Linked DNA regions of Gasterosteus aculeatus: region 1 is linked to region 2. The links are chromatin contacts, called in public Hi-C maps. All regions are on one chromosome and are shown on one strand. The core of a region is the stretch at or near the end of the contact, and the rest is flanking DNA. Distances in the headings are between cores, read along the strand shown.

Region 1 (3,195 bases), core at 633-3,132, 47 kb before region 2:
ATGTTGTTCCTCTTAGCATTTTCTTTGTGTCTCTCTGGTTGTTTTCTTTTTTTTGGGCTCCTTATAGCCTCTTTGTGGTCTTGTTTTCAAACAAGTCAAACATTTGGGAGGTAAAGGCCAAGAGGCTCATCCTTTGGGGTCCGCACCCTGTACAGCTTTTTATCCACTGGGTAGCACCTACATATTTGTCTGTTTTCTTTAGGGATCCTTCCTTCCATTGATCAGTTCACTGACACATGAGTGGAACATCAAGGGATGTTCAGAAGCAACACAGTGCTTCGTGTCAACCAGGAAGTGGTGATGGGGGCCGACGGATGGCTGAACGATATGTGTCTCTGGGCTACTGCATTAAACTCATCTTAATGATGACTCCGATACTGCTGAAAGGTCAGTGATGTTCTGCAGTGGGACATGAGGTGATGGGATTTAACATTGTTGTAAGTCCCTTTGATCACCAGATGGAAGAGTATGATTTTCTGACTGTTGTCATATTTTCGCCTCTTGTGATTGCCACATATTACAGTTTCTCGATTGCTAAGACCCATTTATTGAAAGCTGCTCTCCTTTTCTCCAAACTGTGAACACAAAACCCAATTTTCAAACTACATTCACAAAACCTCAGACTTTTCTTGCAAAACCAAACTTTCACCTCAAAACTGAACTATGTTGTCAAATCGTGCCCCGAGTCAATCAAAATTTAAAACTCTACTGAACAGTCACTAAACACTATGTGGAAAAATAGATAACACAATGCTCAGGACATGAAGCTGGAGAAATAAATGTTTATTGTTCACTGTAGGCTAAATGCATGTTGCAAAACAAAAAAAAACCTGTGCATTTAGCACTTGTACAAGAAGACAAAACAGAAATCTTGTGCATTTGCCACTTGTGTACAGTAAGCCCATGTAAGAATAAAGTACAAAAATATACAAATAAGTGCATTACTCAGCCACAGCATCATGTCTCCGTACTGGGTCAGGCCACTTAATCCACATCACAGGCCACATTTTTTCTGGCCAGGCGACGGGGGAAAAAAATCCTGGCATGCCGTATCCAGGCTTGGCATTCCTCCACACCTATGTCACCACAGGCAAGTCCCATGGCTTGCAGGAGATTTACCCTAGTGTAAAGTTGGCGTTCATATACCTTCCACCGCCATGAGAAGAATTCCTCAATGTGGTTTAGGAAAGGGGAGTACGGTGGAAGGCAAAGATTGGTAAAACCTTGGTTCATAAAACCACTCTAACCTGCAGGGCTCTTTGAAAACTCATATTGTCCCAAACAACAACATAGATGTGATGCTCATCCTACTGCCCTAACAGAGAATCTTGCATGTGATTGAGGAAAATGAGGGGCTGGTGAGTGTTGTAGGGCCCCAGGTTGGCATGATGGTGGACAACCCCATGATTGCTGATGGCAGCACATAATGTGACACGCTGTCCAGGAACACCAACAATGGCCCGATGGCCAATCACATTATGTCCTCTCCTTCTCCTTTTGGTGAGATTAAACAAAGCTTCATCCATGTAGATGTATTCATGGGGTATTTCCATTGCATCCAGTTGAAAAACCCTTTGTAGAAACATAGTTTTGTAAGTTATACGGAAAAAAAGGATTTAGGCCACTACAGTAAATCACTACTTAGAGTAATCAACATTCAATGTGTCTGGATATATGCCAACCTGTACATACTGGAATCTTTGCCCATTGACTCTGTCTGAGTAGCAATCAAAGGGCACTCTGTATAGCTGTTTCATGCGCTTGAGGACACGAACAACGGTAGAGAGGCTGACACTATTGATACCCTCAAAATGTACATGGTCCTCAATGATCTTCTGCTGAATTTCACTCAGTTTAATGGCATTGTTCTCACGGACCATATCAACAATTGATATACTGTGGTACAGTATATGGTATGTCATACAGTAATTGCTGTCAACATTTACATACTGCACTATAATGTCAAAAAAGGTAATTACCTGTTCTCTTCTCTAAATCTTCGGATTATGGTGGACACAGTGAATCTACTGATGTTTGGTTGTACCCTTGTCCAGCCTCCCTCATGCCCATACGATGGACAAGAACATGGTCAATGCAAATGCAAGGCAAAATGTTGCCATAAGTCTAATTTTAGTAAACCACTGCTGTATGTTTTGTTACCAGTTCATCTCTAAGCCAGGAGGCGGCAGCATAGTGTTGAAAGTGACATTTGATCCATTTGTGTGGCAAAAAGCATCCAGTGCACTGGTGGAACATTGACTCATTGTAGTGATTATGCATGGTAAATTGAACAAAGAGGTGTTCCAGTGAAGTGATACGTCACTGGATTTTGACTTAACGTATACACACATATAAAAATATTCAAAAATGTTCAATCTGTAGGTTGAAGGATAATTTATGATATTAGATGTATTATACAAATGCTAAAAGAAATTGTTAAATAATTGTGTAACTGGATTGCATTGAGGATTCCATCAAAAATGTCAGCGCAGCAGTCAAGAGGCAGAGGCATATGGGATCAAGTAATAAGCTTTAGTAAACCAACGTGATAAAACAAAACAGATAACCCAGTTGATCTCCAACGCGTTCACCAAACTAAATTACACTTAAGAAATCAGACGGGGCCACTATCGGTGCGCTCCCACACTGCTCCTCTCCCAACCTGTCTCTTTGCCGACGGATTCCCTCCTTGCCTTTTTGCACCCACTGCTTGATGAGAAGATCAAGTCCAGGTGTGTCTCCTGGCACACCTGATCTCAATTCCCCTGATGGAGTAGGTGGAAGGCTTATGGCTGGAACGTACAATCCCTCCCTTCCCTCTTCTGCCCTTCAGCCCCTTACGGTTGCTATGAATATTGTTGAGGACACAGAAGTTCCTTACATATGGAGATATTGCATCTTTAAGTGCGAATGTCAATTCTCTACCTATTAAACTTTTGGCAGCTACTTCAGCTTTCGAGTCTCCTCGAGTTCATTTAGGCTCACAGTATTATGCGTTCAGGTTAACCTCTGATCCAACCCCACATGCTCCCACCGAAACAAAAGCCATTAAACTGAACCAGACCTAAATATGGATGATCCAGCAATAAACAAAACGAGCAGTACACACGCACACACACTCACCTCCCTGGGTGAGGAGCCAGTAATGGCCCCTCGTAAATAAAGGTTCCTATATTTCAGTGAAACCCAGTAGTG
Region 2 (3,442 bases), core at 903-3,402:
AAGTCAGGATTTTGAGCAGAGTTTGGACCTTTCAACTTCAATGTTTGCACACAGCTATTTCTGCAATTGATCTTTCAGTTGCCACTTGAAGTAAAAGCTGTAAAATAGGAAATTATTTTTGATTTGGATTCATACATTTGCCATGCGCAAGTTTCCCCCTTGGCTGGCACTGCTGCGGCTACATGCAGCACTAATGCAAGAGACAGCCGGATGTCTCCTGTAGAGAGCAGGAGGGCTGTATGTTTGTGTGTGTGGACCTGTCACCACCAGTTTAGTGATGTTGATGGGAGCTCAAGTGGCACGACTGTGGCTCTCTATGAGGGAGGTATGGCACTGAATCCAGACTGTGTGTGTGTGTGTGTGTGTGCGTGTGTGCGTGCGTGCGTGCGTGGGGACAGCTTGGCAGACATCGGATGAGGGGATGTCATACCCTTCAAACTCTCTCTCCCACACACACACACACACACACACACAAACATCCATATCCAACTGCAATGCGCATGAATGGTCATTCAGCTCCAGCCAGCAGTATTAAAACAAGTCAAAGGAACGAAGAGGAGGGGAGAGGAGGGAGGATGAAGGATAGGGTCTTGGGCCAAAAGAAACACGGTGGGCTCGCCTGTCCTCCTCCCTGTCCTGATGAGCACCCCAGGCAAATATTTTGTGAATGAGAGCATGTTGGGGGGGGGGTAAACTTCTCATTTTACCCTGCAAATGAGGAGGAGAAGGAGGTGTAGGAGCAGTGACTCATCTCATGATGTCATACAAGATGAAAAATGTTAAATGAGTCTCAATGTGTAATAGAGGACGTATATTTTGGCCAGCTTCTTGGTCTGGTTCTGCTAATACGGAACAACAGCGCTGGTTCTCACCCTTTTTGGCTTAATTGGTGTGATCCAAAAAACGAAGCTGTCATTTGAATTGCCCTGTGAAAAGGTCTTGTTTGTGTGTTCCATAACATTTGTCGTGAGACAGGCGAATGTGGGTGAGTGGGGAGCACGGTCGTCCTCCAATCAGAGGGTTGTCGGTTCGATTCCAGGCTCTGCTAACCCGCATGTCGATGTGTCCTAAACAAGATGAGTCTGTCGTTGCAGTTCCAAATGACTTGGTGTTTTGTGATCTGGCGACAGCTTTGATTAATTTTAGGTAATAAAAGCTTTCAGGCTATGGTTAGGAAAAGGGAATGGTCACAGTAAAAGACACCAATATGTGACTGTTGGTGGTAGATTGGTCGCAACCTGTTGTCTCGGACATCAAAGTCTTCCAATCATCTTCGCTGACCCGCTTCCTGAAGGGCTTTCTGGCGTCAGGCCCCTCTCCGGGTCCCACATCCCAAGGGTTGCCTCTGAAGGAGAGCAGTCCTTCTTCGCATCACCACAAGGCCGCCTCTTGTGAGGAAAACAGAGGCATTGGTCGTTTTAAGTGTGTGATGAAATGATTAATGCTGGTGTTTGTGCTGGCGAGGACAGCCTGAAACACCATCAAAAGAAGACTGGCCATCATTAGAACCAATTAGACAAGCCTGCGCTGAGTGATAACACAGTTCCAAATCTCCCCAGGCGGAGACAGATGCTATCTGGCTCTTTTGTTGAAGTCGCGCTAACTTTAAACACACCAGTGTTGGGCGGGGGGGGGGGGGGCGTTTTCCCTTAGTACTTTAAGGGTGGTGTCAAAGAGCTCCTTGTGATCCCCCAGTAGGTATTTTAATAGCTGGGCCGACCCGCTGTCATCTCACTCACAGGGACACTATTGTGATGCAGGAGAAGCACAGAAAGCAGAGGGGAGCCTAGAAAGATGTTGTTGACTGCTTGTTACTCAATCTTTCCCGAGGCTGAAATGAGCATCATCAGTAAAGTCAAAATGTACTGTGCTCTAACTTTTTTCTTAATGAAAAAGAGAAAGACGTTTTAATGTGAATTACTTACTGCCTCTAAAACCTCTTGCAGGATTGTTCTGCCTTAAACTGATATACTCAAGTCACCTTCGAAGATGCTGCATATTTACCGGACAGTTTGGCAGCGCGGTTCATAACTTTGCTTCTCATCAAAACTCATGAGCAGTCACAGAAGATGCGGCCTGTCGCTCGTTGGTTGTGCGCTCTGAGGCGTCACCATCTGACATCCAGCAGCAGAGCTCCATCCATGCGTCCTCCCCCCCGGTCTCCACCCATTGTAGAAACAGCTGTAGATCGTGAACCGCGGAGTGCTTGTTTTACGGATTACATAGACACCGGCTGAAACTCCTGGGTGGGCATCCAGCAGCGAGAGACGGGCAGCGCTACTTTTTGCTTATTCTTTGCTGTATTAAGTTTCCCCGCTTCACATTTTTTGTTTGGATCACTTCCAAGAACATCAACCATGGCGAGACGCTTTCTTCACACTCTGAATGTATTAATAATGCTGGAGTTGAGCTCCGGCAAAATGGTATCTGAGGATTTTGGTCAAACCGTGCGTCAAGGTACCGAAGACTTAGCGGCTGCGGAGCAGGGTGTCTTTGCGCACGAAGGCGCAAACCGGGACATGGTCTCCATCAACATGTTCAAAGTGTACGAGAAGTACAGCAAAGAGCCGCAGAGCCAGAGGGACGGAAACACTGTGAGGAGCTTTAAGGCTGTCCCGAGTGAGTGGCCAAAGCGATTATCAGTTGCATGTTACTTTGGTGATAAGTGATCATTGCTGCGGACACTATGCCGGATACAAAGTAAGGTCCATGATGAGTCAAAACAGATACATTTATTTAGAGTGTTACTCTGTGCTTAATAGCAAATTTTCTCAGGTAACATTGTGGTATACATTTTGTATACATATTGATTGGGCATTTTGTTTTTTCTGTTATGTTTGAGTCATCAGATCATAATGATTAACATATTTTCCACAACATAGCTTTTAGAAAATAATCCTTATGTTTATCTCAGTGACGTGCTGTGAGGTTCGTGGCTGCGGAGGCACTGACTTTTTCAGTCAATGAAGTGAAGTCAGATTCACAGTAGCATAAATTCAAAATTCAACTGGATATTTTGCCAAAGAAAGGTACATTTATAGCGGCTCAGAGAGAGCACATTTGCTCGAAACCCTCCATGTGTTCTTCATTTGACATCACAATCCATTCGCCTAACCTTCTGGACAAACTGCAATTACTTTGTTGTAAAAGTCCTCGTTATCTACTTCAAAAGTCTCTTTGTCCCAATAGAGATAATTGCCTAGGATGAAAGTTGTCCAATCCGATTTCGACTGTATGTTTTCAGTCTTTTCAAAGCAGAGAAGGACCTTTCCACGGACACTGTTGTAGCCGGTATAGTGAACACCAGCTGAAGTAACTTTGTCGCCTTAGGAACAGTCTTCATCAAATCCTTCTGGGCCAAAAAGTTGAGGAGCTGTCCAGGAGATTTACACTCATTCCTCACCGTTTGGGAACTATAAAGTCCGATGAGATCAGCCGTAGG

The links. A called contact is a pair of places that touch in the nucleus more often than the background predicts.
Region 1: a contact with region 2 is called in a Hi-C map of skeletal muscle, with 3 times the contacts expected there. The contact joins the enhancer-like site here to the promoter of LOC120819755 in region 2. A contact is called at or near these places in 4 of 6 Hi-C or Micro-C datasets (skeletal muscle, tail fin and whole body).

The regions. Positions count from the first base shown.
Region 1 is chr5:4,817,133-4,820,327 of fGasAcu3.hap1.1, reverse strand. frmpd2 (FERM and PDZ domain containing 2) reads left to right here. Exons shown (of 29, transcript XM_040177356.2): 28 at 203-387. The coding sequence ends at 240. Among protein-coding and RNA genes, the nearest start is that of LOC144407983, 6.7 kb to the right of the region's middle. Within about 2 kb of position 1,882, at least 1 of the 9 cell types and tissues checked has open chromatin away from gene starts, as enhancers often do.
Region 2 is chr5:4,769,999-4,773,440 of fGasAcu3.hap1.1, reverse strand. LOC120819755 (growth/differentiation factor 10-like) reads left to right here and starts at 2,152. Exons shown (of 3, transcript XM_040177451.2): 1 at 2,152-2,619. The coding sequence starts at 2,358.